Linked DNA regions of Mus musculus: regions 1, 2, 3, 4, 6 and 7 are each linked to region 5. The links are chromatin contacts, called in public ChIA-PET, HiCAR-type, HiChIP or PLAC-seq and promoter capture Hi-C maps. All regions are on one chromosome and are shown on one strand. Each heading gives the region's core, a stretch centred on a gene start, on an enhancer-like site or on the middle of the called end of the contact. The rest is flanking DNA. Distances are from core to core; before and after follow the strand shown.

Region 1 (3,745 bases), core at 42-2,541, 510 kb before region 5:
TGTCCACGACCCAGCCTCTCACCACGGGACTCTAGGCAAGTGGGAGGGGTAGGCTCTAGCCCTGAACCCACACAGCTGGGTTTGATCCCCACTTTATCACACCTATGATATCTGTGGGTTCCTCAGACTCTAAGTGCTCAAAAATCAGAAGCCCCCAAACCTGCTTCAGTGACACCTGCTTCCCCCCACACACCTCAAAAACACACTAATTGCCCTGGCTCATACTGGGGTATGAAAAACCTAGAGCTGTGGTCTCTGTCTTTGATACTGAGCTCTGTCTAGGGTCCTGTGTGGCTGTCACAAGGGTGAGCTCCTGGTACAGAGCAGATAGAGGCCATGTTCAGCACCCGGCAGAGCTGGGATGGCTACTGAACTTGTAAGTTCCTGGCCCAGAGCACAGACAATCTGAAATCAGGAAAGCCACTTGGGTCTGTGCTGCTCTAGGCAAGTCACTTAAGGTTTCTCTGGGTCTCAATTTCTATCTCTCAAAAGCCTGGATTTAGTTTTGTGTGTTAAGGCTCATGCAAGGAAGGTTAGAATGCAGTCAGCAAACACCTGAGGGGGCTTTCTGAAGAGGGAAGATGGCAGATGAGGCTTTTCCAAGTGTCCTTGCTGTGACAGGGCCATCCAGGCACAGGAAGTGCAGACCCGTGGTTGAGTTGGGGTGGAGTTTGGAGTAAGGTGGGGGTGTTGGGGATGGGTTGGGGGTGGTGGGAGTGTGGGAATCACTCCCAGACTGATTTTCCAGGTCTCACAGCTGCCCCCTGGGAGGTAGCTGGCCCTGTCTGGCCTCTGTCAGGGAGGTCATCACAGTGCCTCCCCCCTTACTCCAGAGACACCAACTGAAAGAGAGTCTCCGCAGTACTCAGGAACCCCAAAATTGTTGCAAGGCAAATGTTGGGGTGCATTTGTCATGGGAGTCCCAGGTGACACTCTAACTACCTAGTGGGTAAACTGAGACCCGCTCAGAGGGATGCAGGTGTCTCGCGGAGGCGCCTCTCTTCGCTTTGGCCTCTCAGATCTCTGTCGCGCGGTGCACGTATACCCCATTTTTCTCTGTCTCAGTCTCCTTCCTCTTCCTTCCAACACTTTCCCGCCACGGCATCCCTTGCGCTGGGCACCCAGCGCCGGCGCTATTCCGGAGGAATCTCCCGGCCGCAGACCACGCCCTCGCCCACGCCCGCGTCATGCCTCCCACCTCCTGGCAGAGGCTTGCTGCCATTGGCTCCTTCGTACACTGCCTGTGCGCTACCATTTGCTGAGCCAGTGAGCGTTTAGAGGGGGCGAGCCCTTTCTCGGGGGCGTGGCCTCCTAGCCAGCGGCCGGGCTCAGATCCAGCGGCCAATGCCTCTGGCCCCACAGAGGCACCTACAGAAAACTGAAGGCTTGACACATCCCGAGGAGCAGGTGAGCGATGGGGTCCTGCATTGGCTATCCTGGGTTCTTTCCGTCCCCTCCTATCCCCACACCGTCCTCTGTATATCCCGCCTCAGTTTCCTCTGTATACCTATTACTGACTGTGGGAGCATGGGTGTTGTGAGCAGGTTGCTGTGGGCTACTGTAATAGTCCTAACACATGTCCTCAAGAGGACACTTGATGGACTTGGCTCTGTACAAGTGTGCAGCCTGACTCCAGAATGGTCTAGGTATTCTCTGAGGTAGCCAGCTGGACCCCACTGTGGCTCTGGCTGGTGCAGGGTTACCCTGACTGGGACTGGCACTTCAAGCTTCCCATTGCCCGAGGGCTTGAACTCAGTTTTACCATCTGGGAACTGGGACAGTGGCTGTCACATAATTGGCAGGTGACCTGATCCAGGTCTGCAGCCTCCTGGCTCTTTCAGTGTTGGTTTGGAGGATAAACTGGGGTCCAGAATATGGGCTGCGGATGGCCAGAGAGATGGAGACACTGTCTCCAGAACCATATTCTGGTTTGTCACCTTTGTGAGCAGCGGGGCTGGAGAGGGACAGGGTGGAACACTAAACTGGAAACAGGCCTCTGGGTCACTTCCCGAGCTCCAGGCTGTGACGCCTCTGAACACCTTGCCTTGGGGTTAGGACACAGCTCAGACAAACCTGACTCACTTGAACAAGTAACTTAATTATAAGCCTCAGTTTCCCTGTCTGACTTGGGACAGTTGTTTCGTGACTCCCTGAGGCTTCTTGGGGGTGCTTAAACAGACAAAAGAGAGGCTGAGCCAGGGTGGGCTACACACCGAGGCTGTCTCTAAAACAAAAGGGACCCTAGGGTGTAGCCCAGTGCGTAGAGTGCTCACCTAGTAAGCAAGAGGCCTTGGGTTCCGGCCCAAACACAACATATACCAGGACATTTACCCATTTACCCAGTGCTTAGAATAGAGGCAGGTGGATGCCTGTAAGTTTGAGGCCAGGTCTACAAAGTGAGTTCCAGGCTAGCCATAACTATGTATAGAGATCCTGTAACAAACAACAGCCAACAGAGAAAGAGAGAGAGAGAGAGAGAGAGAGAGAGAGAGAGAGAGAGAGAGAGAGAGAGAGAACAGGAATGTAGGCTTTGAGTGCCAAACTTCCTGTTTTTCTGTCCTGGGACCTCAAAGTGGCCGCCTCTTCTCCACATGGAATGTCCTTGCACTTGAGACCTTTGTGCGTGCTGAGCCCTCTACAACCCTGGCAGATCAACACAGGCAGCGACAACTTTAAAACATAATAAGTTCATGATCTGGGCCGCACCTAGGATGTGGGTGACTGGGAGGGATGAGGGCGGGGCCATGGGGACTGTACAATGTAACAGAACAAAGAGAGTCATCACAGAACACCTGCCCTGGGCCTTCCCACACATGGTGAGCCAGACTTGGGCCAGGGCTGCTAGTTCCGTAATGGGTGAGTGGTGGATCCTGAGGGTATGAAGAGACATAGAGACTTGTCCCTCAGTTTACTCTCTCAGCCCTAGGCAAGCTAGGACTCACCTCACAAAAATCTGATTCCGTATGAGGGGACTCAGCATACAGGCCAAATAATCATGGCCACAGGAAGGCGTGCCACCCACTGACTCAGGTGCCATCCAGGGCTTAGTGGAGGCTTAAAGAGAGTGAGACTTGATCCGGGGGCCCAGTGAGCTCACTCCTCCAAGAACCCCAGTGTCTCCCCTGCATGGTTTTTCTGAGCCCCAACCCTGTGTTTCCCCATGTGGAAACCAGCGGAGGTAACCACTCCAGAGGGTGCTGTGCAGGTGGGGTCTTCTGTAGTCCTGACCAAAGAAAGAACCGTGGTAGGGTTGACCGTGTGCATAGCTCTGGAAGATTCCCAGACTAGATCATTAGGCTCCCAAATTTTAGGGTGGACCCCAGGGAAAGGTTGTAATGCAATGAGCTTCCAGGTAAGGGCTGGATTCAAGTCCCAGTTCTAGCCTGGTGTTATTCTGTGCATATCTGTCAGCTCCCAGGCCCCTGACTCAGTTTCTCCTTTTGTCATAACCATGAGAAGTTACTTAGTCATTTGATAAACTGTCCCTGAACACTGAGATAACTGAAGTGTGGTAGCTAATGTCGCCAGCACACAGCAGTGACTGAAGCTGGCCCAGTGCCCACCATCCTCCTGCCTCACAGTTGGTAATGCTGGACTCTGTCCTGAACTATAATAGTAACTGTAAGAAGAGGAAGGAACCGGGGAACTGAGTGTTCGTGGAGAGATCTGAGAGTTCCAGGGTAAAACAGCCACATAGCAACCTGAGGAAGACTATTGTAAGTGCCGGGCTCAGCATGTGTAAAGG
Region 2 (3,974 bases), core at 606-3,105, 400 kb before region 5:
GATACTCCAGAAGAGGGAGTCAGATCTCGTTACGGATGGTTGTGAGCCACCATGTGGTTGCTGGGATTTGAACTCCGGACCTTTGGAAGAGCAGTCAGGTGCTCTTACCCACTGAGCCATCTCACCAGCCCTCTTTCTTCTTTCTTGTTTTGTTTTTGGGTTTTTTTTTTTGGGGGGGGGTTGGTTTTTCAAGACAGGGTTTCTCTGTGTAGCCCAGGCTGTCCTGCACCTCGCTCTGTAGACCAGGCTGGCCTCAAACTCCAGGCTGGTGAGATGGCTCAGCGGATAAGAGCACCAACTGCTCTTCCGAAGGTCGTGAGTTCAAATCCCAGCAACCATATGGTGACTCACAACCATCTGTAACAAGATTTGACTCCCTTTTCTGGAATGTCTGAAGACAGCTATAGTGTACTTATATATAATAAATAAATCTTTAAAAAAAACAAACTCAGAGATCCACCCTCTTCTGCCTCCTGAGTGCTGGGATCAAAGGTATGTACAACCACTGCCCAACAACAGGAGGATTCTTGAACCCAAGAGATCAGGGTCCACTTAGGTAAGTTCCAGGTCAGCCTGGTCAGCATAGTGATACACCCTGTCTTAAGATACAAATAACACAGCTGGGCGTGGTGGCGCACGCCTTTAATCCCAGTACTCAGGAGGCAGAGGCAGGTAGATTTCTGAGTTCAAGGCTAGCCTGGTCTACAAAGTGAGTTCCAGGACAGCCAGGGCTACACAGAGAAACCCTGCCTCAAAAACCAAAAAAAAAAAAAAAAAAAAAAAAAGATACAAATAACACAAATGACACAAAAATAAAGGTAGTTATTTTTAAGAGAGAGGGAAGAGGAAAGGGGAGAGTAAGGAGAGAGAGAGAAAGAAGGAGGGAAGGAGAAGGGGAGGGGGAGGGGAGAGTTAGGAAGAGGGAGGAGATGTGCTCAGTGGGTAAAGCACTCATCCAGCATGCCAGTCTGGCAATGGTGGCTCAGGCCTTTAATCCTAGCACTTGGGAGGCAGAGGCAGGTGGATTTCGAGTTCAAGGCCAGCCTGGTCTACAGAGTGAGTTCCAGGACAGCCAGGGCTACACAGAGAAACCCTGTCTCAAAAAAAAAAAAAAAAAAAAAAGCATCCAGCATGCCTAAGAGACTGTGTGATATCCCCAGAACAGCAGAAACCAGGATGGGTGGATGGTGAGTGGATGGGGTAAATAGGCCTCTTTCTTTCTTCCCTGGCCTTCTCTCCCTGGCAGAACTTAGTCTCTGGCACAGGGGGGCCCTCCTCCAGGCTCTGCTGACTGTCAGCTCTGGAACTCAGGGACTTTGTACTGCCAGGGTGACCTTGCATGTATCCAGGGGCCGGAAATAGTTGACTGTAGAAGGTGCAGCAAGCCAGTCCCCACAGGTAGTAGTAGATGGTGTCTGTGTTAGTCTGGGGCAGGAATTTTGACAGGGAACATTGAGGTAGAGAAAGCAGATCTGATCAGGAAATAGCGACAACGGGAGGGATTGAGGGTGGAGAGGGTTGAGGATTCGCTGTTGGGGCTGGAGAAGACCTGGGACTTAGAAGATCTAGCCATGGAGGTTGGGGGGGGGGGGGGGTAACTAGGAACTGAGCGAGCACCCAGGGTCACAGGGCTGGTTTGGGAGTTAGGAGTTGGATTGCGGATCTGAGTATCCATGGGAAAGAACTTGAGGAACCTGGCAGCCTGCAGGTGGCCGGCCCAGCATCTATTCCCGACCCTATGCCCGCCGGCCCGCCGTCCTGTTCCCTCTGCCTTCATCCTACCTGGCTGTAGGGGTCTTGAGCTGGTAGATCTCCCGGTCCCTGGTGGCTGCTGGAGGAGGAGGAGAGAGAAGGGAGGAGGGAGCGTTCGGTTCCGCCCCTTCCTCCCTTCCGGGTCTGGGGGGGGGGGTAGGGGGGGGATGAAGTCAGCGTGTAATCTTATCTAGCTGAGCCAAGCCCTGCCCTCCCGCCCAGTGTCCTGGCGCCACGTGGAACTAGGCAGGACTTGTACTTTGTGAGGCCAGAGCTGGGGAAAGGAAGAAGGAACCCTCCGCCCACAGAGAACTTTAAGCTGTTAGCCAAAGAGCTCAGCTAGTGACATACTCTGGGGATTCGCAAAGCACCATGTGGCTAAGTGCACTGGGAACCTGATGACTCACACTTGTCAGTCCAGCATCACACAGAAAACTAAAGCAGAGAGATTGCCCAGAGTTCCAAGGAAGCCTGACCCACAGAGTGAGACCTCCATCTCAAAAATAAGTTCATACAAGATAAGTAAACAGAAGTGCTGGAGGCCACAAGGTTTTATACAACTGTTAGGTTGTAAATATTTTTAATTCTTTACTTGATTTTACTTGGTGTTGTGTGTATGTATGTGCATGCAGGCATGTATGAATGTAGGTCAAAGAACCGCAAGTACCATTACTTGCTGAGCCGTCACAGAGACACAACACAAAGATTTGTCGGAGATTTCTGGGTATTTACTTTTGAGAAACGGTCTGTGTATGCATACTGGGACTTGGGGCTATCCTCCTAGCTCAGCTAGATGGTGAGATTACAGGCATACTTTAAAGCTTTATTTATTTATTTTACGTATGAGTACACTCTGGCTCTCTTCAGATACACCAGAAGAGGGCATCAGATCTCATTACAGTCGGTTGTGAGCCACATCTGATGGATGTGGTTGCTAGGGGTTGAACTCGGGGACCTCTGGAAGAGTAGCCAGTGCTCTTAGCCACTGAGCCATCTCTCCAGCCCTATGGCATGTTTTAAAACTGATAAAACTAAATTGTGAAAACAGAAAAGCAGCAGTTCCCAGAGGACTATGACTGGAAGATGAGGTGCACAAAGGAGAACCACCCCACCCTCTTGCTGGGGAGTCTAGGCAGGAGTATCTGCCTCATGCCACTGAACTCAATCTCTCCCAGACTCTGGACACTCATCTCCCCAAAGCAGGTAGCAGACGGACTTCTCCACATTTTCATGCTTACATATGCACACGTATTTGTGTAAGTTGGAGGTTGACATCAAGTGTTTGCTCTTGGTCACATCTTTAGGAGACAGTTTCCTGAGTCCAGCCATCTCAGAAACAAGTTCTATCTTGCTGGCAGGGTCAAGACTGAGTTCATGTTCCCAGGCCCCAGAATACAACTCCTATCCTGCTTCTTAGATCTTTCATGTTTGTCTGTTAGCCAGTGAAGGCTGTAAGGAAGGAAGATGCTGTTCTCCAGTTATCCAAACTAAAGCACACAAGTCGTTAGTGTGTCCCTGCCTTGATTTAACTGACTACTGCGGCTCACCCACTCCTTTGGTCCTTCACCACACTAGATTCCAGGTCAGAGTCCAGGAGGGGACTAGGCTGTAAAAGCTGACTCAAGGACCCTGAAACCAGGTGACCCAGATAAGACCTAGTCACCAGTGTTAAGTCCTTGTTTAACCCTTTGTGTCAAGATATGATTGGTCAGTACCCAGGTCCCCTTCGCTTTGTGTTCCCATCCTATAAAAAGCGTCGTGCAGTCTCTCATCAGGGTTCAGATCCCCAACTGGCCACCTCCCTGCCAGTGCAGAAAATAAAGCTTTTATTTTTTAAGCTTCTGTCTCTGAAGTAAGTTTTCTCAGTTTCTACCGCAAACCAAACAACTCCAAGCACTTTACCACAGCAGGCAGCTCTCCTGCCCCGAGTTTTGCTGTTTTGAAACATAGTCTCAAAGTAGCCCAGGTTAGTTTCAAACTTACTAGGTAGTCAAGGATGACCCTGAACTCCAGATCTTCTTGTCCCCACCTTCCCTGAGATCAAGGGGAACAGACTGTGGGCATATTTGGCAGGCTCAGCTTGTCACACTGACCCTTCTCCATACATCACAGAGACGGAGGGAAAATAGGCAGCAGGCCCTTCCTGCTGTCCCCACAGGGTCACAAGTGATCACGTCCAACATTCAAAGTGGGAAGACTCGCACTGTGCATAGAGTAGAGAC
Region 3 (3,813 bases), core at 186-2,685, 370 kb before region 5:
AGGAGCCAGTGCTCTTAACTGCTGAGCCATCTCTCCAGCCCCTCGCCTTGACCTTTAATGTTAATTATCTTTGTTACATGCATTTTTTTGAGATGGTCTTTGTAGCCCATGCTAGGGATGGATTTCGACCCCTGATCCTCCTGGCTTTACTTTCCAAGTGCCTGAGTGCCAGGAGGGTGTCAGGAGGCTAATGACCATCTGGGAAATCTTTCCTTACCATTAGAAATCCCTGTTTTCCCAGCTCTTGGAGGTGAGAGGTGAGGGCCTGGAGACCTTTGGGGCTCACGGAAAGATACTTGAAACATCTTTGGAGGGACAACTTCTACCGAGCCCCACAAATGGTCTGGGGTTAGTGCAATACCTGTTAGCCCAGAACTAGCAAGATGGAGGCAAGAGGCTCTGGAGTTCTAAGTCATCTTCAGCTACAGAGCAAGTTGAAGGCTAGCCTGGGCTATGTGAGACTCTTTTAAAAAACAAACACAGTTAAACAAAAATTGGAAGTCTTTCTGCTAAGGACCTTTAAAACCAACGTCCTTCACTCGGCCTCTGATGCCTTACTTGTTCCAGTCCAGGTGCCTCCTCCTGCCTTCCCCTCTAAGCCTTCTTTATACCTCATGTGTCCTTGGCTTCCTCAGCCGGAAGTGCCTCTGTCCCAGCCCCCACGTGGCCACTGGTCACTTCTGACCTCATGACTTGTGGATGTACCTGGAATTGTCCTCTATGTTCATTATTTTCTTCTCCACTGTTTTCTAGGTCAGGATTTGCTTTCCCAGAGATGGCAAATGCTGGAGGGGAGGGTGTGCCTCACAAGCAGTTGGGCCCCCTAACTCTGGTTTCTCTATCCACTAGTTATTGCACAGATGCCCAGCGCGCGCCAAGTGTCCGCCAAGAATGGTTAGAACAGAGCAGGCCGCCGGGGTGGAGGGGGCAGGGAGGCCCTGCACGCCTGGACAGCTTGCTGACCGGCAGGGTGGGGGTGGGGAAACCAGGCAGGAAAAGAAGCCCTGCGGATGGGTAGCATGAGAGACCATCTGTAGTGTTCTGTTACTCAATGAGCTCAGACCTGACATGGGGTGCAGGGTATCTGGTGGGGAGGCACCCCTCAAGTTCCCCTAGGGGATATGAATATAGATTCAGGGTTGCTTAGATTAAGAGGTCAAAGTTTGTCCAGCTCAGAAGGAATAGACATGTAGTGTGGTCAGAAGTCTCGGGGTGGTGGTGGTGTCCCTTTCTCCTCTCCCAGGAATGCTATGAGGTTTACATGGTGGGGGAACTGGGCCTTCTTGGTAAAGTGAGCATAGCCGGCAGGGAAAGTCCATGGCCCGTTGGGCGGAGCCGGGGGTGGGGTAGATCCTTAGTCATGCGGACGCCCCACTTGCTTTCTCGCTTCCCGCCACAGCGCCAGCCAATCAGGAATCAAGAGCCCTCCCCACCCAATTGGGGTGGAAGTCTCCCGCAGCAGCCTGTGCACACTAATAAAAACGCCCTGAGTTTTCGCGGGAAAAAAAGTCCTAGCAGCTGGAAGGAACCCGCGCTCTAGTGCTCACTTGGGTCTTCAGCCACTCACGCGGCTCCCTTCTGGGTCACCCAGCCGCAGAGCCCTAGCCTAGAACCAGGCGTTCCAAGGGAGAGGAGAGTGCGGATCGCCGCCGTGAGAGAGGTGAGTGGAAGAGCGCGTTCTATGCACACAGTGGCACGCGGGGCACCACGCAAAACTGAAAGGAACCCTTCTCACACAAGGCTGCGGGGGCTTGCTTCAGGGGATCCGATGGGTGTCTTCTACGCTTAGCCCTCTTACTGGTCAGGCGCACTACGTTGACGGCCCGGGTCGTGGGGGGGAGCTTTGCAAAACTTTCCCGCGCGTGGGGTGAGATCTGCAGAGGGCCATTGCCCACGCGTGGGTTCCACACCTCTTGTAAGAGGAATCCGAGTTGTGTCCTCCACGCTGAGCCTCCCTCTCCGGCCCTGTGCACACGGTTAGACCCGAAAACTTGGCATAAGTTTCCCGCGCGTGGCTCGGGGCATTGCACAGCCACTGCGCATGCGTGCTTCTGCATCCGTTGAGGGGCAACTTGAGAGGAATCCTCCACGCTGCACCTGGTTTTTCACTCTCCTGGGTGCCGCTAAAGTTCGCGGGAAACGCGTGGGGTCCGGCGGGGAAGTGCACGCGGCTCCACGCCTAAGAGCGGACACTCCCCGAGATTCAATTGTCGCGCCCGAGTCGGGTTTCGCGCGCCCAGGCGTCTCCGAGGTCATCTAGGCCAATCGCATGCGAGGAGGGCGGGGCACGTAGCCCGGGAGGAGCCAATCAGCAGCGAGCTCTCCGGGAAGGGCGGAACTTAAACGGCGGGGCTCCAGGGGTCTGGCCTGGGCGGCGGCGGCGGATGTGGGCGTGGGCTCTGTGCCTCCCGGGTCTTTAAAGCGCCTTTCCGGGAGGCCAGGGTCTGTGTCCCGAGGGGAAGTTAGGGCAGCCAGCTGTGGGTGGGGTTCAGGTGAGTTTGTGGCCACAAGCGCGCGCTAACGGGTGGCCCGGCCCGGACTGCCGGTTGCCATGGCCACGGCGGGGGGGTGTCTTGCTCTAAGTACGCGCGCGGGAGGCACGGGTCTGGAACTTTGGGGGAGTCCTGAGTGGTGTGTGTGTGTGTGTGTGTGTGTGTGCGTGCGCGGGGGCCCCTGCCTTCTGTGACCGAGTTCTCCCTCCTGGGACTTGAGAGGTTCCAGTCCGCTTCGGAGTTGGCGAGTTCCAGTTACTGGGACTTAAGACTACGTGGAATGAATGAATGAATGAATGAATGAATGAATGAATGAGTAGCTGCTGGCACTTTTCAGCCCGACCAGGGTCTTTATCCCGCCATGGACATTTTTTCCCTCTTCCCTCATTGGAAGCGTGGTGGATGGATGTTCTTGGATCACCCAGAGTGTTTTGGCAATTCACATTCAAGTGTCCCCACTCGCCGGTTATTAAAACTTTTAAGTGCCTAATTTATGCCACCTGGTCCTCCCAGGGTGGGGTCTTGCCCTATGTAGGAGGCCAGGACTACAGGAGATTGATCGTGGGAGTTGCTTCCTTTGCTCAATCCGATGTAACGGGGCGAGGGTACTCTACTTCCCCTCCTCCTTCCTGGCAGGCCCCACTGACTGGAGGGGGGGGTCTCCCTCTGTCTCCCTCTCTCTCTCTCTCCAGTACATCGGCATCATGTGGATCCAGGTTCGAACTATGGATGGGAAGGAGACCCACACCGTGAACTCTCTGTCCAGGTTGACCAAGGTGCAGGAGCTGAGGAAAAAGATTGAGGAAGTGTTTCACGTGGAACCCCAACTACAGAGACTCTTTTATAGGGGCAAACAGGTAAGGGGGCCACTGGCGCCTTTCCATTCATCCACCCTCTGAGCTTTGTTCCAAGCACCCTGCTTCTCAAAGCCACCAAGCAATAGGCCCGCGCCCCCCCTCAAGTCGCCAGTCAGTTCCCGCCCCCCTCCTGGAAGGAGATGCCTCAGCTGCTGGGGAGGAGGAGGGGGCGAACAAAGGCAGGCCTCCTCAGCAGCTGGCCAGCTGGCCTCGTGCTTTGAAGCCTGGTACTCTTTATTATCTTTTAAACTCTCTCCTAAACGTTATCTTTCTTGAGATAGTTTGAAGTGGCCATAGAGGGCCCCAAGGTAGTTTCTGCTTGGAATGTGTTTAACAGTCTTCACGTGTCGGCAGTAAGAGGGGACCAGGTTTTACTTTTGAGATCCACCCTGATTGCCTGCAGCTTGTTTCCATAAGACAGCAACACACACACCCCTCCCCCGAGGATCCATTTGATTAGTCTA
Region 4 (4,312 bases), core at 586-3,085, 450 kb before region 5:
CTGGGGCTAAGTGAGGATTCGGGAGTGCACACACAGATTTTCATAATGACAGCTGTCAGATGAATGAGCCATTTTAAAATCACACCCAATGGTCTCTCTGAGGCAAACACTACCATAAAGACTGATGCCCACACACTAGGTACTGTATCAGATGAGCTAGGGAGGTTGGCCAAGCCTCCCTCAAACCCAGCTTACTAGCCACTCTTCCTTTGTCCCCCTGGAGAGGGCAAAGTACTGCAGCAGGGACCAAGACCAGGGGTAACTGGCCCCAAAGCCACTGTCAACCTCTGCATTCCACAGCAAGCCCCAGCCCACCACAGAGCCTGCCTTGCTGCCCGACCCCAGCACAACTCACCTTCTAAAGGGTCCAAGGAGCTTCCATGGCAGCTGCAGGCGAGGGGCACGGACCTTAGAAGAACAAATGTGGTGTTGTTAAGGTGGGCAGATGGGAAGGGCTGGCAAGAATGAAGGGGTTGGTGAAAATGGGGTCTGGCAAGGATGAAGGGGTTGGCGGAAGATGAGGGGCTGGCAAGGATGGAGTGGTTGGTGTGAACTGGGGAACCAGTGAGGATGAAGGGGCCGGTGAAGATGGAGGGGCCGGTGATGTGTGTGGCTTCTTCTCACTCACTTTCCATGCGGGCGGGAGTCTCCGCCTGTGCCTAACCCTATCTACCTGGTTCGACTCTAACTGAGCCTCCCAGCCCCTCGGGGCTGCCAACATGCCCTGGGTTGTACTTGGAAGAGACGTGTCCCTCAGTGTGCGGTCTCCCTGGGACCCAGCAGGGAACTGGCGACTGTGGTCCACACCTCCTGGGCACCAGTCCCAACTCTTCGAAAGCAGGTTGGTGATTGCCCTGGGGGCTCCCGAGGGAGCCTGGGTAACAGGCAGCAAAAAGGCCGCTGAGGTCAAAGGCTGGGCAAAATCGTGGATGGGGAGGGGATGGATGGGCCTAAGGCCGAGATCCTAAGGGTGGGGCTCAAGATGCAGGGAATGAATGCTGGAAGCTGAGGGGGTTCAAGCTAATCCGGGGAGGAAAGGGATGAGACAGAGGATATGATTTTAGTCTGGGAGGGTATCAAGCTTGGCATGCGACAATGTGGAAACTGAGGCAGAGGATAAGGGCTGAGTGAAGGATCAGGCTTGGGGAGTGACCAGTCTTGGAAGAGTCAGGCTGGTAGGGTCATTTGGAGAGGTTCATGCTGCGGGTTTCAAGCTTTGGGGTATGAAGCTTTAGGATTTCAGGTTTGAGAGGAGGGTCAACCTGGACTATCAGGCCTTGAGGGAACAAGTTGGACGGATCAAGTTTTGGGGATCAGGCTTGAGGGATCAAGCTGGGAGGGGAATCAGGCTTGCGGGGATCCGGCTTTAGAAGATCAAGATGGAAGAGGATGAGGCTTGAGGGGATCAGGTTGGGAAGGATGAGGCCGGGAGGGAGGGTTTGGCAGAGACGAGGCTGGCGGAGGCTGGCGGAGGCTGCGCGGACGCCGGGCTGAGCCGCGCTCTGCGATGAAGCTGGCGGCTGCGTCTCCGCAGCGGTGCGGCAGCAGCTCTTGGGCGCGGCCCGGAACCGGCGAAGCGCGGCGACCAGAGCGGCGGGGACGACGAGGACAGGGCGCGCGGCGCCGAGGCGGGCGGACGGCGCCGGCCGGGGCGGGAGGCGGCGAGCCGGGGCCGGACGCTGCTCACCCGAGCGTGGCGCGGAGGACAAGCTGAGCAGGGCGTCCCCGGGGCCGGCGGCGCCTCACACGCGACGCTCCATGCCCAAGACGAGGGCCCGGAAGTGGCGGGCGCGGGGGGACAGCGAAGGCGGCGGACACCGGGGGGACCCGCCAGCTGCGCCTCCTTTGACCCGGAAGTTGAGCTGCAGAAGCAGAGGCTTTTGATTGGGTAACGTCAGGGCAGAACCAACGTCCGTGAAACTCTAGGGGACAATGCTCAGGAGCGTCTTAGGGCTGAAGGCAAGGCTGGTGGCCCCTTGCTGTCTGGGAGAGGACTGCGGGATGGACACCCCTGCTCCAGTTCTGCTGGCCAGCTCGACCCTGCAGTGACCTATTAAAAATATCTAAGAAAGCTGAGATATTGGTAGAATAGTGGTTAGGAAAGCTGCCTTCCAAAAGGTGGCCCCGGGTTCTAGTCCCAGATTGCTTACGCCGCTCATCCCAGCGCTCGGAAACTCTCCACTTAATCAGGCTAGCTTTGAACTCTAAGATCTGCCTGCTCTGTCTAGATCTCGCCCACACCATGTTTTACTTTGTTTTTTGTTTTTCGAGACGGGGTTTCTCAGTATAGCCCTGGCTGTCCTGGAACTCACTCTGTAGACCAGGCTGGCCTCGAACTCAGAAATCCGCCTGCCTCTGCCACCTGCCTCTGCATTAAAGGTGTGCGCCACCACGCCCGGCTCATGTTTTACTTCTTATCTGTGCATTGTGTCTGAGCCACGCGAGTGTGACAGAAGAGGACAATGGGTTTCTTTCCTTTTAATTTTTTTAAATTTATTATTATATCTAAGTACACCTAAGTACACTGTAGCAGTCTTCAGATTCGAGGGCGTCAGATCTCATTAAAGGTGGTTGTGAGCCACCATGTGGTTGCTGGGATTTGAACTCAGGACCTTCAGAAGAGCAGTCAGTGCTCTTAACCACTGAGCCATCTCTCCAGACCCACAATGGATTTCTTGTAACTGGAGTTAAGGCCACATGAGTGCTGGGACATGGACTCCCCTCCTCGCAGAGCCACCTCTCTCAAGCCTCTAAAGAGCTTTTGTAAATAAAGACACACTCCCCAAAAGTTATCCTAACAGGGTTCCTGCAGAAGGGCATCCATTGTTTGGTGAGTGACATTTAGTGAGCATCCTCCATTGTTGTTGAAGTGTCCCCACTTAGCTTCCTAGCTAGTTAACTTTTTGACCGGAAATCCTGAGAGCTACATTTTTAACATGATGTTGCAACCCTGTTCCCTTTCCAGGAACCCTCCCTGGAGACACCATTTGTTACACAATTACAGGACGTGGCTGAGGGCCTGGCGGCTCTCCTGGTCTTCCCCAGTTCCAGCCATCCTCTTCTCTCTCCTGACCCCTTTCTTTTCACACCCATTTTGGGGAAGAGTCTCATGTAGCTAAAATTTATCTTGAACTCCTGCCTCTTCCTCCCCAGTGCTGGGGTGACTGTACACCACCATGCCTGGTTAATGAGAAGCTGGGGATTGGGACTGAGCCTAAGCCCCAGCATCTGCTTGAACTTGAAGATGAACTTATGTGATGGGGGAGGGAGGGAGGAGGTCCTCTGGGGTCAAGGGTCAGCTCCAGCACTCAGAGGTGGAGACCTTTGACATGAACATGTACTACTAAAGACAGAAAGAGGGTGTCTTAGGGTTTCTATTCCTGCACAAACATCATGAGCAAGAAGCAAGTTGGGGAGGAAAGGGTTTATTCAGCTTACACTTTCATGCTGCTGTTCATCTCCAAGGAAGTCAGGACTGGAACTCAAGCAGGCCAGGAAGCAGGAGCTGGTGCAGAGGCCATGGAGGGATGTTCTTTACTGGCTTATTTCCACTGGCTTGCTCAGCATGCTTTCTTATAGAACTCAAGACTACCAGCCCAGAGATGGTACCACCCACAAGGGGCCTTTCCCCCTTGACCACTAATTGAGAAAATGCCTTGCAGCTGGATCTCATGGAGGCATTTCCTCAACTGAAGCTCCTTTCTCTGTGATAACTCCAGCTGTGTCAAGTTGACACCCAAAACCAGCCAGTACAATGACCCCTTGTCAACTTGATACACAAACACATCAATCACTATTAAGCCTCAAGCTTTACTTTCTTATTCATTCCCAAGATCTAAATAATTTTAAAAGTCCCACAGTCTTGAATATTAAAGTTCAATCCCTTTAAAATGTCCAATATCTTTTAAAATTCAAAGTCTCTTAACTGTGGGCTCCATAAAAATACTTTCTTCCTTCAAGAGGGGAAAATATCAGGGCACAGTCACAATCAAAAGCAAAATCAGACTCCAACCATCCAATATGTGGAATCCAACTCACTATCTTCCGGGCTCTTCCAAGAGCTTGGGTCACTTCTCCAGCCCTGCTCTTTGTAGCACACACATTGTCTTCTAGGCTCCAGCTGCCTGTACTCCACTGCTGCTGCTGTTCTTGGTGGTCATCTCATGGTACTGGCATTTTCAAAACATTGTTGTCTTCCGCTGTAACTAGGCTTCACCAACAGCTTTTCATAGGCTCTCTTCATGGTGCCAAGCCTCAACTCCTTTGCATGACCCCTTCTATCCTGGGCCATCAATTGCAACTGAGGCTGCAC
Region 5 (4,155 bases), core at 230-2,729:
AACCATTGAACCTGGGTATGATGGTGACATATGTTAGCCTAACTTTCTGGCTGTGCCGGCAGGAGGATCAGAAGTACATGGGCACCCTCATCTACAAAGCCATTTCGAGGGCAGTCTGGGCTACATAAAATACTCAAAACTGGGGGTGGGGGGGGAGAAAGAAAGTGTGAGTGAGCTCTTTTTTTTTTTTTTTTTTTTTCGAGACAGGGTTTCTCTGTGTAGCCCTGGCTGTCCTGGAACTCACTCTGTAGACCAGGCTGGCCTCGAACTCAGAGATCTGCCTGCCTCTGCCTCCCAAGTGCTGGGATTAAAGGCATGTGCCACCACGCCCGGCAAGAGTGAGTTCTATATCTGTGGCCCCAGCACTTGGGAAGATGAGGCAGGAGAATTTTGAGTTCAAGACCAGACTGGACTACACTGTGACAGTGTCTCCCTATCTCACAGATCTATAGGAGTATACCCAGATTTAAAATACGTAGTAGCTGCTTTCAGGTGTCTTGTCAGTATGCAAAGGTGAATATAGGTTTGGTTTTCCATTCTCCCTTCCTTTCTTTCTTCCTTACTTCTTCTTCTTCTTCTTCTTCTCTCTCTCTCTCTCTCTCTCTCTCTCTCTCTCTCTCTCTCTCTCTCTCTCTCTTTCTTTCTTTTTTCCAGACAGGGTTTCTCTGTATAGCCCTGGCTGTCCTGGAACTCACTCTGTAGACCAGACTGCCCTCGAACTCAGAAATCCGCCTGCCTCTGCCTCCCGAGTGCTGGGATTAAAGGCGTACGCCACCACGCCTGGCCTGAGTTCTTAGCACCCACATAGTTGGCTTAGACCGGTCACCCACAGTCCAGTTCCAGGATAGCCTTTCCTTTTTTAGCCTTTTGTAGGCACTGCACACACATAGCACTCATACACAAATACATCTTTTCTTATTACTTATTGTTTGTTTGTTTTCAAGACATAGTCTGTGTAGCCCTGGACCAGGCTGCTCTCAAACGGAGATCCTCTTGCGTCTGCCTGAGTGCTGGGATTAAAGGCGTGCGCACCAATGCCAAGTCTAATGCCCAGAGAGGTTAAGAGTCTAGTTTTATTAGGACATCCTGTGTTTGAAATCTAGGGTGACCTCTGACTTTGCCTCTTCCTCAACCACCCCAAATAGCCATAGGAAAGCTGTGTGAAAGGGCCTGGCTTCTGATTCAGGGACATGGGCCACTCCTTCCTGTACGCGGAATCGCTAAAAAGCCTACCTAGGCTCACGCCAGAGAAACAAACAGAGAAAGTGGCGGGATGGCAGTCAGGACAGCAAGCAGCGGCACGTCTCTCCTGCGCATGCGTGGGGCTCGGCCATCCTCCTCCCCCCCCCCCACCTCCTTAACATGCTGCCAATGCTAGGAGCTCAGGACCAATAGCAAACTGGCGCTGCCTGTGCGCATGCGTGCCACGCTAGCCACACCCTCTTCCCTTTGCGGGCGGGAAGAGGCGGGCGGAGAGCCGTTACTGCGCAGGCGCGCGGCCGGAGCTCTAGCGGGTGCGAGCTTCCCTCCTCCTCACACCGGCGCTGGCTTATGGGATGCGCAGGCGCAGAACTCTCCCAGCAGAAAGCCCTCGGAGCCCGGGGGCCGGGCGCGGGGCCTTGTGGGAGGGCTTAAGGAAGTAAAATGGCGGACCTGGCGAACGAAGGTAGGGGAGGCGCCGCCGGGGGCCAGCTGGCGGCAGGCGGGCGCGGGGCGGGAAGTCAAGGGAGCCCCAGAGTCGAAGGGCGAGCGCTTCAGGTTGTGGGAGTTCGGCCTCACCCGGTCTGGGCACCCAGCGGGCCCCCCTACCGTGGAGTCTGGTCCCCGGCCGGGTTCCTCGCGGCAGCCCCGGCTTCTGCCTCCTCCCGACCTCGAGGCTCCTCGGCCGCGCCGCGACCGCCTCCCACCCCCCACCCCCACCCCACGCCTTCCGGCCTCGCAGGCCGCCCGGGGAGCCCAACGGGCCTTGAGACGCGGCTCCGCGGCCTCGAACGAGGCGGGCGAGACCTCCGAGCCTGCTCGCGGGCCCAGCCCGCCACGCTCCCTTCCCCGCTTCCCTCGCCTGGGGCCTGGGCCTCCTTCCCCGGCATAGCCTCAGGCTCAGGTCCGGCTCTCCTTCATCCCGCGAAGGTGCTCGGCCACCCCGACCTGTAGCTTACACCCCGAGGTCTGCTTAAACCCGGACCGGGCGCCCCTATTCCCGCCACAGGGCTCCAGGTCCTTTGAGGTGCACTTGATGCCCCCCATTTAGGCCTGGCCATCTGATCTTGAAACTCCTAACTGCTTCTTCACATCCCGTTTTTATTTTTGACACCGTGAAACCTCCCCTCTGGAGTCGACATCCCATTTAAGGGGTTTGAATATGGTAGGACTACCCAGTTGTTGCAGAACCTGCACGTCTCTTCCTACCAGTCTTCAGAGTCCTTTGGAGTGCAGCTTACATCCCCTGATTTAGGCTTGGCCACCTGATCTGTATTTCCTAATTCAGTGGTTCTCAATCTTCTTAATGCCGTGACCCTTAAATATAGTTCCTCATTGTGGTGACCCCAACCATAAAATTATTTTTGTTACTTCTTCATAACTAGCTTTGCTACTGTTATGAATGGTAATGTAAATGTTTCTGGATTTCCTATTTAGACATTTGCCAAAGGGGTGGCAACCCACAGGTTGAGCACTGATATACTAATTGCTTCCACACCCCCTTTTGCCCCGTGGCCCTGACTCCCTGAGCACTCTGGGATGTAACACTTTCTCAGTCAGCCTGATGCTTGACACCCAGTGGTGGCCCCTTCGGGGCTCCTCCAGGGTTCAGTTTGGGGACTTCAGGGTCTGTTTTTTTTGTTTTTTGTTTTTTAGATTTATTTATTTTTATTTATCTAAGTACACTGGAGCTGTCTTCAGACACATACCAGAAGAGTACATAGGATCCCATTACAGTAGTTGTGAGCCACCATGTGGTTGCTAGGAATTGAACTCAGGACCCCTGAAAGAGCAGTCAGTACTCTTAACTGCTTAGCCATCTCTCTAGCCCCCAGAGGTCTATTTTCAGCCCTGTCCTTTTTCCTTAACAACTACAGTCAGGCTGTTAGCAGGGACGTGGTACTTCACTATGCACTATGCAGTGACATGTAGTCTGAGGCTTCTGTAGAACACCCAGGGACATGGGGTCCTTCAGAGAGTACACTGGGAGGGACTGGGCATTGGGAGGTATTTACACTCCATCCAGGCCTTGAAGGGTAGATGCAGGTAAGTCAGTTACTAGAGGCAGGTCAGGAAGCAGAGCTGTGTGAACCTGCATAGTCTGGGTAAGCCGCCCCGCCCCCCCCCCCCCCTTACCTATTTTACACAAGCCATTGAGGATGGAGGCAGTAGAGGGAGCCAGGGAAGTAGAGATTGATGTGATGTGCTTTGTGGGTTGGTTGGTTTGTTTGTTTGTTTTTCAAGACAGGGTTTCTCTGTGTAGCCCTGGCTGTCCCAGAACTCACTTTGTAGACCAGGCTGACCTTGAACTCAGAAATCTGCCTGCCTCTGCCTCCCAAGTGCTGGGATTGAAGGCGTACACCACTACTGCGTGGCATGGGTGTGTTTTAAACACAGACTCCTTTTAAAAATTAGGGGATTTTAGTTGGTTTGACAGAGTCTCATATAGCCCAGGTTGCTCTCAGGTTCACAGCTCTAGCCTTGAAGTCCTGACCCTGCGGACTCTACCTCCCAAGTGCTGGGATGACTGGAATATACAGAACATGGGGCTCGTGCCATGGAGGTCTCCTTTATAGTGGGTAATATCCTGTGTAGAACAGAATCCCATCCCAGAAAGTCACCCAGACCTCAACCTGTTATGGTTGTCAATGGGAATTTTTCTCTTACCCCAAGACTTTGAAGTGCTTAGGAGTCCTCTTCTGTGCCTGCCTCCACTGCCTCCAAGGAGGCCTCTTTCCCTTCTGCCTCTTTTCATCCAGCACCTTAATCAGAAGCTAGAGTAGCTTCTACACAGACCCTTCCTCCTGACTGCTCTGCTCTGACCTGCCTTCCTCTTCCTTGCTGGGCTCCTGGATGTCCTCTGTCTGGAGTGCCCCCCTCCCTGGTGGTCTGTTCTTAATGATACTTTACTCATGAGGAATTCCCAGACTGCCTGTTTTTTTGGTGGCCACCTTT
Region 6 (3,818 bases), core at 271-2,770, 490 kb before region 5:
AGTTCACCTCGATGCCCTGGGTGCTGCTGAGGTATCGGCCCTCTTGCCAGCTTACGGGCTGCCCTGAGGACTGTCCCAGGCTCTGGTGGCTCACTGATTACACATAGACTAAGAGTCAGGGATCAGCACTGTGGGCTGCTGATTCCATTAGGCGGAAGCCAAGGCAACTAGAAGTCCTTCAGGCTCAAGGGACTGGGACTTTAGAGCCTCGGGAGTCTGGCCACTTTCCCTTGACACCAGTCGTGTGACACCCTGAGGAACTTACCTCGTTGGTCCCTCCTTGGGAAGCGTAGGTGAATGTACATGTAAACTTGTTCTGTAGAAGGAGAAATAAAAGGAGGCTGAAGAGCAAAGATCTCAATACTCAGAACCAAGACCCTAGCATACTGGGCATGGTCCTGTATGCACATCATCTCTGGTATCCAGGAGGCTGACGCAGAACTGGGAACTGGGACATAAGCTAGCCTGGGTGACTTAGCAAGGTGCTGTCCCGATGTAAAACAGATCAAAAAGGACTGAGATATACATCAGCCCCTGCCCAGAAGGTCAAGGGTTGAGCCTGTCCAGAATCCAGCAGTGAGGGGTTGGGAGGGTGACTCAGGGGTGGAGTCCCACCTAGAATCCCCTAATGAGGAGCTAGGGATGTGGCTCAGGGGTGGAGCCCCTGCCTAGGGCGGGGCAGAACCCTGGCTCTGCCGATGTGAGACTCTAGGTTCCATCCCTCAGTACACCCTCCAGAGGCCACCAGATCTCTCTCCTCTCAGGAGCTCAGAACTTTGCTCAAATCACTGTGATTTCCTAGGAAGGTCAAATGGCCTTCAGCAATCATCCCTAGAACATCACCTATGAGGTCAGTACTCGGGGCTCCTGTTAGATACAAGCTTGTACTGCTTCCTGCCCACAACACAAACCTGCCAGAAAGCACAGGACTATAGTAATGGTCTCAAGAAATGGTCACTAGGGACACCGCTGTCCCAGAAGCCAAGCTGGGGCGGGCAGAGGCTAGGCTGACTGCTGGCTCGCTGAAAGGAGAGGTGATGGACTCGTGTAAGGCTTGGGGGGTGCTCCCGCTCTAGTCCGGGTTCAGTGAGTAACCCACGTGCGACCTGTATAGCCAGTCCCCTAGATCCGCTGCTCTTATCAACCAGTATTCCCTTTTCTACAATGAGATGGGCAAGGGGAAGTCGCCTTGCAGGTAGGGAGTGACTGACAGAAGACAGACGAGGCAGCCAGGTCCCTTCTTCAGGTAACCCTGCCTCTGCCACTCCACCCGGTCTCCAGGACCACCTGATCGGAAGTCCATAGGCATCGATTCCCGGGCAGGAGGCTTAGCACGTACCCCGGGTCCTACGTCCTGGGAGAACGAATGCACGACCCCTCCGGGCCTCACGTCAAATGGCACGGTGGTGGGCTCGGACACAGCGGCGGCCAATTTCAGCGCTGCGGCCGCCAGGACCACCGCAGTCCAGAAGCCTCCGCTGGGGGCTGCCATCTTGCTTCCGGGGCAATGCGCAGGCGCTCGCGAACGTGGAGTGACACGCGCGGGACACGTCAGCGCCGAACGGTGACAACGTCGCCCCGCCCGATTTGGCTGCCATGGTGGGGCGGGACTCGACTTGGCACGTGATGCACTACAGCGCCTCTGATTGACGCTCGCGGATGCCTGGAGGGCGACTTCGTCTTGGCGCTTGTTTGGGTTGGAGTTTGCAGGTAACTTTTGCCTCCCCCCCGGATATTTTTATATCTCACTTAAATGGGCTCCCGGACTCACTTCAGGACAACATGGGGGTTGACAGTGTTTAATTTTGTTAGATTATCCATTTGTTAATAAATATGGTTTATTTCACTTTTATTTGTCCTATTTTTTTGGTTTTGACGAGACAAGGTCCTGGAAATCTCTCCAGGCTAGCCGGGAACTCAGAGATCTGCCTGACTCTGCCACCTGAGTGCTGAGATTAAGGCGTAGGCCTCCACCACCACCTGTTGATTGTTTTTTGTTTTGTAACATATTTTACATATATGTGTGTGTGTGTGTGTGTGTGTGTGTGTGTGTGTGTGTGTGTGTGTGTGTGTATTAAGGTTTGTTTTTTGTGTTTTTTTTGGTGGGGGGTCTCTGTAGCCCTGGCTGTCCTGGAACTCACTCTGTAGACTAGGTTGGCCTCAAACTCAGAAATCCACCTCCCTCTGCCTCCCAAGTGCTGGGATTAAAGGTGTGCGACACCACTTCCCGGCATATTTTTCAAAAATATTTTATTGTGAGGGCTGCGGTGATGGCTCAGCAATTAAGAGCACTGGCTGTTCTATAGAGGACCAAGATTTGAAGCCCAGCACCCACATGGTGCTTTACAACTTTAACTCCATTTCCAAGAGATCCGATGTCTTCTTCTGGCCTCTGCAGGTACCAGGTATGCATGTGGTACACAGACAGACATGAAAATAATATAATAATAGCAATACTTTAAAAGTGAATTCTTCCGGTTTTGCAGCTTCCTATAGGTCACAGGTGTTGCTATGCTGTTACCGGACCTAGAGCATGCCTGGCCAGCCCTCTGCTGCTGAATAATTTTCCCATCTTTCCACTGGCCAGCGAGATGGAATAGTGAGTAAAGGGCTTGCAGCCATGACTTCAGCCCTGGTCACTAGATGGTGGTAGAACTGACTCCTAAAAGCTGTTCTCACTACATGTGAATTGGGGCAAGCAGCCTTGCACAACAGAAAATAAGTATCTTAAAATTAGACTCTACGGCTAAGTGATCCTCTATCTAGTTACAAGTACCTCATTTCCTCTCAAATGGCTGCTGATGCCACCTTAGCCTGCCCCATCCCAGTCCTCCTGTAGTCCCTGAGCGGTGCACCACAAAAGCCATCAGAGTAGTGGCGGGGTCCTCCTTTCCACCCCAGCCTATGGGCTGCTGCAGTAAAGTGTCCCACAAGTGCTGTCAAAAGTGGCAGCACCAGTGACATCTCAGCCTGCAGCCCTCACAGGAGCTGTCCACAGTGGCTCATCTCCTCCCCAGCCTACCCCACCCCCAGCAGTCCCACAGAGATGTCGCTTCAGCAAAAGCTGGCTGCAGCCAGAAAGGACTTTCCACCCTTAGCCATGGGCCTGATGCAGGGAAAGGGGGTGGGAAAAAAAAAAGCCACCAATCGCTGAGCAGGAAAACCCACTAGTCCCTTGAGATTCCCATTAAAAAAAAAAAAAAAAAAAAAAGCCCACCAATCACTGAGCCTCCCCTGAGCTCAGCACTGGAAATTCCACCAATCCTCAACCTGGACATCTCTGCCCCTCTCAGAAATCCAAGCACTGCCCCCTCGGCCCAATTCCCAGCTGTCTGCTCCTGGGAGACAAAGGGCAGCTGTCCCTGAACTCCTCAATAAATTTCTTTCATGATATTTTCTGCCTGGTGTGACTCTCTCCTCAGAAGCCAAGAAGAAAAGAGGCAATGAAAAAGCAGAGATGGGGCGAGGCCCCTGAGTGCCACAGCTCAGCGGGGGAATACCTTCTTCCCCGAAGAGCCCCATTACCTCTGCTGAGGAGGCTTCCTCTCAGAGCTATGTGGTTCCTGGGCCCGAGTGTCCCAGAATGCCCTTCCGCAGGGACACTGTCCCACTTCAGAGCTATGTTGTCCCTGGGCTTCCATCCAAGCACTCACACCGCCCGCTTGCTCTCTTGGTCACTTCCCATCCTCTTCTTTCACTGTCAGTTGATCTTTTCTAGTATTTCCTCCGTGTGGAGGTCAGAGGGCAGCTTGTAGGGCCAGTTTTCTCTAGCCCAGATGGGTTGTCAGGCTTGGCAGCAAGCGTTTTAACTTGCTGAG
Region 7 (3,898 bases), core at 1,238-3,737, 420 kb before region 5:
AGAGAATGAGCAGGTCCTCCCAGCCTGGGCTTGGCAACTCTGGGATCTGTGCTACCACCTTTTCTACTTTCTGGGTGCTTAAGAACATACGTATTAAAATATTAAGGGTCTGGAGAGATGGCTCAGCGGTTAAGAGCACCGACTGCTCTTCCAAAGGTCCTGAGTTCAAATCCCAGCCACCACATGGTGGCTCACAACCATTCGTAACAAGATCTGACGCCCTCTTCTGGAGTGTCTGAAGGCAGCTACAGTGTATTACATATAATAAATAAATAAATCTTTAAAAATATTAAATATATACACATGTATATGTGTACATAAACCAATATAAATAAACAATAATAAATATATAGTTGTTTTTTTTTTGAGACAGTTTCTCTGTGTAGCCCTGGCTTTCCTGAAACTCACTCTCTAGACCAGGCTGGCCTCGAACTCAGAGATCCAACTGCCTCTGCCTCCTGGGTTTTGGGATTAAAGGCATGCACCTGTGCCACCACAGCCTGGAGATATGCACCTAGTGGGAGAGCCCTGGTGAAGCTCTAATTGTCTGAGTCTCTTGCATGGCTAGTGCGTGCCAGAGGCTCAGCTGTGGCTCTACATGAGAGTTGCTGGTCAGGGGTTCCGAGGTGGCTTATGGCTATTCACACGCAGTGGGGTGCCAGGGGCAAGCAGCCTGTGCAAGACAAGCAAATGTCAGAAGCTGAAGAGGAGCTATGCAGAGCAGAGACAGGCTGAGGTATGGATAGACACAAGGTGCAGACAGGAGCTGGAGTGGCCACCAGCACAGCCCCCCCCCCCCCCAGTCTCCTTGGAGCTGACTCACTGCAGGCCTGAGGGAGTACAGAAAGACAAATCATATTGAAAACAAAGAAAAACAACTAGTGAGGTGGTTAGGCAAGCAAAGGTGCTTGCTGCCAAATCTGATGACCTGAGTTTGAGCCCCAGGACGCACACACGGTGGAAGAGGATGACTCCCAAGGGTTGTCCTCAGATCTCTGTGCCTGTGCTGCGGTGTGTGTGTGCACACACAATAATACAAATTTAAACTACATTTATTTTTCTTATTCTCTGTGTGTGTCCATGTGCTACAGAACATGTATGGATGTCAGAGGACAGCCCTTGGGAATCAGTTTTCATCTTCCATCACGAGGGTCCCGGGAATTGACATCAACCGGAGCTACATGAAATCCTACCTCAAACTGATCTTTAAAAAGACCTTGAGGAACTGGAGCAGTGGTTCAGCTGTGACTCTCAACCATAGGGATGCGCACACCACCAGTAACTCCAGCGGCAAAGATCCCGACGCCCTCTGCTGGCCTTGGCGGATGGAGGGAAAGCATGTGGCCTTTAAATTTTTTATTTATTTAATTTTATTTTATGTGCATTAGTGTAAGATCCCTTGAACTGGAATTACAGACCAGTTGGGAGCTACCATGTGGGTGCTGGGAATTGAACCAGAGTCCTTTGGATAAGTAGTCAGTGCTCTTGACCACTGAGCCATCTCTCTAGCCCCGCATGTGGCTCCTTAAAAAAAGAAGAAAGAAAGAAAAAGAAAAGCTAACGTGAAAATCGAGACTGCCTAACATTTCTGCAAATAGCTAAAGGCGAGTTGGGGTGCGCTGCCAGCTCAAGATCTTACACTCGGCGCGCGCCCCCTGCTGGTCAGCAAGCCTTTCGTAGAAGCCCTTCGCCTTCCACCTCGCTCCGGATTGGCTGGGAGTTGCCTTTGTTGCCCGCTGGGAAATGTAGTCCGCAAAGGAGGCGGAGGCCCATTCATTTCCTGCCTGCGCGACCTCGAAAACCGGAAGTACAGCACCACGCTACCCTGGGTCGTCCGCAAGGGCCGCCGAGCCTTGCCCGATACGAAGGGAGGCTTTTTATTTACATTTCGTCTCGCGGGTGCCCCACGGCGCTGTGGGAAGCGAATTCCTTTTTCCCCCACTTCATGTTTTCCTGTGGATTCTGACATGAATGACAGAATGCACATTATCACCTGGCCAAGCTGCTCAGAGCCCCTCAAAACATGGTGTATTTCCATGATGGGAACTGTAGTCTTTCAATGGTACCTCGCCCAGTATTCTTCGAGCTAAAGCTCGGACTTCTTGCCCTGTCTAGAGTCTGTGTCAGTGACAGTAACCGGAAGTATGTCATCAAATACTCAGGGTCACATACAACTTTATAGACTTGCATGGTAGGAATTGAAAACTGAGACCCTTTTGAGAGACGTCCTTTTGGGAACTGAGTGAGAACATGCTGCCGGCAATCTCCGCCTTAGAGTCAATACCAGGAAGTATGTCACCACATTTCCCAAGGATCGCACTAACCATTGGCCTTGCTTGGCGGAAATTGCCGTCCTGTCACCGGTTCCCCCCTATCCCTTTCGGGAAATGTAGTTTTTTCGCTTTTCTGATTCCAGTATCATTCGGCGGGCGATCGCTCATAGGACTCCATTTCCCAGCATGCCTGTGCACACTCTGTCCTCGCCCCTTCGCGGCGGCCATTTTATTCCTCCCGGAGACCCGCTAAGATGACAGCCCGGGAGAAGGTGAAGGTTGTCTCTGGCGACCGGCGGCCCGGCTAGATCCAGCAGCGAGGCTTCCAGCATGGATCTGCACACAGCGGTGTACAATGCGGCGCACGACGGCAAGCTGCCGCTGCTGCAGAAGCTGCTGGCCGGCCGTGGGCGTGAGGAGCTGGAGGAGCTGCTGGGTGAGGTGGCCGGCGGTGGCACGCCACTGCTAATCGCAGCGCGCCGTGGACACCTAGACGTGGTGGAGTATCTGGTGGACCACTGCGGCGCCAGCGTGGAGGCGAGCGGCTCCGTGCACTTCGATGGCGAGACCATCGAGGGCGCGCCGCCGCTCTGGGCAGCGTCGGCCGCGGGTCACCTGGCCGTGGTGCGTAGCCTTCTGCGCCGAGGCGCCTCGGTCAACCGCACCACGCGCACCAACTCCACGCCGCTGCGCGCCGCCTGCTTCGACGGCCACCTGGACGTGGTACGCTACCTGGTGGGCGAGCACAAGGCGGACCTGGAGGTGGCCAATCGCCACGGCCACACGTGCCTTATGATCTCCTGCTACAAGGGCCACCGCGAGATCGCGCGCTACCTGCTGGAGCGCGGCGCACAGGTGAACCGGCGCAGCGCCAAGGGCAACACCGCCCTGCACGACTGTGCAGAATCTGGCAGCCTGGAGATCCTACAGCTGCTGCTGGGCTGCCACGCGCGCATGGAGCGCGACGGCTATGGCATGACCCCGCTGCTGGCCGCCAGCGTCACCGGGCACACCAACATCGTGGAGTACCTCATCCAGGAACAGCCGGGCCACGAGCAGCTCTCAGGGACAGAGCTTCCCGGGGAAGGCTCCTCCCAGGTGGCAGGAAACCACTGCTCCACCCCAGAAGAAGCAGAACCGTATGAGAGCTGCTGCCCTACCAGCCGGGAAGCAGCTGTGGAAGCTTTGGAGCTGCTGGGTGCCACCTACGTGGATAAGAAAAGGGATCTGCTTGGAGCCCTGAAGCACTGGAGAAGGGCGATGGAACTCCGTCACCAGGGTGGAGGCTACCTCCCTAAGCCGGAGCCCCAGCAACTGGTTCTGGCCTATGACTATTCCAGGGAGGTGACTACACCCCAAGAGTTGGAAGCCCTCATTACAGATCCTGATGAAATGCGGATGCAGGCGCTGCTGATACGGGAGAGAATCTTGGGCCCCTCACATCCTGACACTTCATACTACATACGGTACCGGGGTGCTGTCTATGCGGACTCCGGGAATTTCGAGCGCTGTATCCGTCTGTGGAAGTATGCCTTGGACATGCAACAAAACAACTTGGAGCCCCTGAGCCCCATGACCGCCAGCAGCTTCCTGTCGTTTGCAGAGCTCTTCTCCTACGTGCTGCA

Evidence for each region. ChIA-PET counts read pairs in DNA pulled down with a chosen protein or histone mark. HiCAR-type assays count read pairs that join an accessible place to other places. HiChIP or PLAC-seq counts read pairs in DNA pulled down with a chosen protein or histone mark. Capture Hi-C pulls out chosen DNA fragments and counts their contacts.
Region 1: an H3K27ac HiChIP or PLAC-seq map of T-cell acute lymphoblastic leukemia shows a contact between it and region 5, with 2.6 times the contacts expected there. The contact joins the promoter of Tnfaip8l1 here to the promoter of Ranbp3 in region 5. A contact is called at or near these places in 17 of 39 promoter capture datasets (the 3T3-L1 cell line, the C10 cell line, the HPC-7 cell line and 10 more), 1 of 15 datasets of contacts at CTCF or cohesin (large pre-B cells), 8 of 115 datasets of contacts at active chromatin or transcription factors (T-cell acute lymphoblastic leukemia, embryonic hindbrain, embryonic stem cells and 5 more) and 1 of 9 other capture datasets (embryonic stem cells).
Region 2: a promoter capture Hi-C map of liver shows a contact between it and region 5. The contact joins the promoter of Ticam1 here to the promoter of Ranbp3 in region 5. A contact is called at or near these places in 20 of 39 promoter capture datasets (the 3T3-L1 cell line, 3T3-L1-derived adipocytes, the C10 cell line and 12 more), 1 of 15 datasets of contacts at CTCF or cohesin (the NIH/3T3 cell line), 5 of 484 Hi-C or Micro-C datasets (the C2C12 cell line, CD8 T cells, cerebellum and 1 more), 21 of 115 datasets of contacts at active chromatin or transcription factors (the 230-238 cell line, the SCID.adh cell line, T-cell acute lymphoblastic leukemia and 17 more) and 4 of 9 other capture datasets (adipose tissue, embryonic stem cells, liver and 1 more).
Region 3: an H3K4me3 HiChIP or PLAC-seq map of embryonic stem cells shows a contact between it and region 5, with 17 read pairs. The contact joins the promoter of Uhrf1 here to the promoter of Ranbp3 in region 5. A contact is called at or near these places in 17 of 39 promoter capture datasets (the 3T3-L1 cell line, the C10 cell line, the HPC-7 cell line and 11 more), 1 of 15 datasets of contacts at CTCF or cohesin (the NIH/3T3 cell line), 9 of 484 Hi-C or Micro-C datasets (the C2C12 cell line, the HL-1 cell line, Sertoli cells and 6 more), 26 of 115 datasets of contacts at active chromatin or transcription factors (the 230-238 cell line, the HPC-7 cell line, acute myeloid leukemia and 15 more) and 5 of 9 other capture datasets (adipose tissue, embryonic stem cells, liver and 2 more).
Region 4: a HiCAR-type map of astrocytes shows a contact between it and region 5, with 3 times the contacts expected there. The contact joins the promoter of Dpp9 here to the promoter of Ranbp3 in region 5. A contact is called at or near these places in 11 of 39 promoter capture datasets (the 3T3-L1 cell line, 3T3-L1-derived adipocytes, the HPC-7 cell line and 8 more), 2 of 484 Hi-C or Micro-C datasets (both in embryonic stem cells), 7 of 115 datasets of contacts at active chromatin or transcription factors (astrocytes, craniofacial prominence, embryonic stem cells and 4 more) and 2 of 9 other capture datasets (adipose tissue and liver).
Region 6: a contact with region 5 is called in an RNA polymerase II ChIA-PET map of memory CD8 T cells, with 42 read pairs. The contact joins the promoter of Mydgf here to the promoter of Ranbp3 in region 5. A contact is called at or near these places in 7 of 39 promoter capture datasets (cranial neural crest, embryonic stem cells, frontonasal cranial neural crest and 4 more), 8 of 484 Hi-C or Micro-C datasets (B cells, CD4 T cells, embryonic stem cells and 3 more), 13 of 115 datasets of contacts at active chromatin or transcription factors (astrocytes, double positive thymocytes, embryonic stem cells and 9 more) and 2 of 9 other capture datasets (embryonic stem cells and liver).
Region 7: a contact with region 5 is called in an RNA polymerase II ChIA-PET map of memory CD8 T cells, with 327 read pairs. The contact joins the promoter of Fem1a here to the promoter of Ranbp3 in region 5. A contact is called at or near these places in 13 of 39 promoter capture datasets (the 3T3-L1 cell line, the C10 cell line, the SN4741 cell line and 9 more), 2 of 15 datasets of contacts at CTCF or cohesin (the NIH/3T3 cell line and large pre-B cells), 5 of 484 Hi-C or Micro-C datasets (CD4 T cells, CD8 T cells, the G1E-ER4 cell line and 2 more), 18 of 115 datasets of contacts at active chromatin or transcription factors (the SCID.adh cell line, astrocytes, cardiomyocytes and 13 more) and 3 of 9 other capture datasets (adipose tissue, liver and macrophages).

The regions. Positions count from the first base shown.
Region 1 is chr17:56,161,200-56,164,944 of GRCm38.p6, forward strand. It overlaps Tnfaip8l1 (tumor necrosis factor, alpha-induced protein 8-like 1), which reads left to right and starts at 1,292. Exons shown (of 2, transcript NM_025566.3): 1 at 1,292-1,407.
Region 2 is chr17:56,274,912-56,278,885 of GRCm38.p6, forward strand. Ticam1 (toll-like receptor adaptor molecule 1) reads right to left here and starts at 1,856. Exons shown (of 2, transcript NM_174989.5): 1 at 1,783-1,856.
Region 3 is chr17:56,301,902-56,305,714 of GRCm38.p6, forward strand. Uhrf1 (ubiquitin-like, containing PHD and RING finger domains, 1) reads left to right here and starts at 1,436. Exons shown (of 17, transcript NM_010931.3): 1 at 1,436-1,660; 2 at 3,185-3,349. The coding sequence starts at 3,197.
Region 4 is chr17:56,217,054-56,221,365 of GRCm38.p6, forward strand. Dpp9 (dipeptidylpeptidase 9) reads right to left here and starts at 1,836. Exons shown (of 21, transcript NM_172624.3): 1 at 1,688-1,836; 2 at 356-408.
Region 5 is chr17:56,671,746-56,675,900 of GRCm38.p6, forward strand. It overlaps Ranbp3 (RAN binding protein 3), which reads left to right and starts at 1,480. Exons shown (of 17, transcript NM_001252466.1): 1 at 1,480-1,666. The coding sequence starts at 1,645.
Region 6 is chr17:56,182,400-56,186,217 of GRCm38.p6, forward strand. It overlaps Mydgf (myeloid derived growth factor), which reads right to left and starts at 1,521. Exons shown (of 6, transcript NM_080837.2): 1 at 1,340-1,521; 2 at 266-316. The coding sequence starts at 1,492. It also overlaps a transcript of Tnfaip8l1 not described here.
Region 7 is chr17:56,254,306-56,258,203 of GRCm38.p6, forward strand. It overlaps Fem1a (fem 1 homolog a), which reads left to right and starts at 2,488. Exons shown (of 1, transcript NM_010192.4): 1 at 2,488-3,898. The coding sequence starts at 2,604.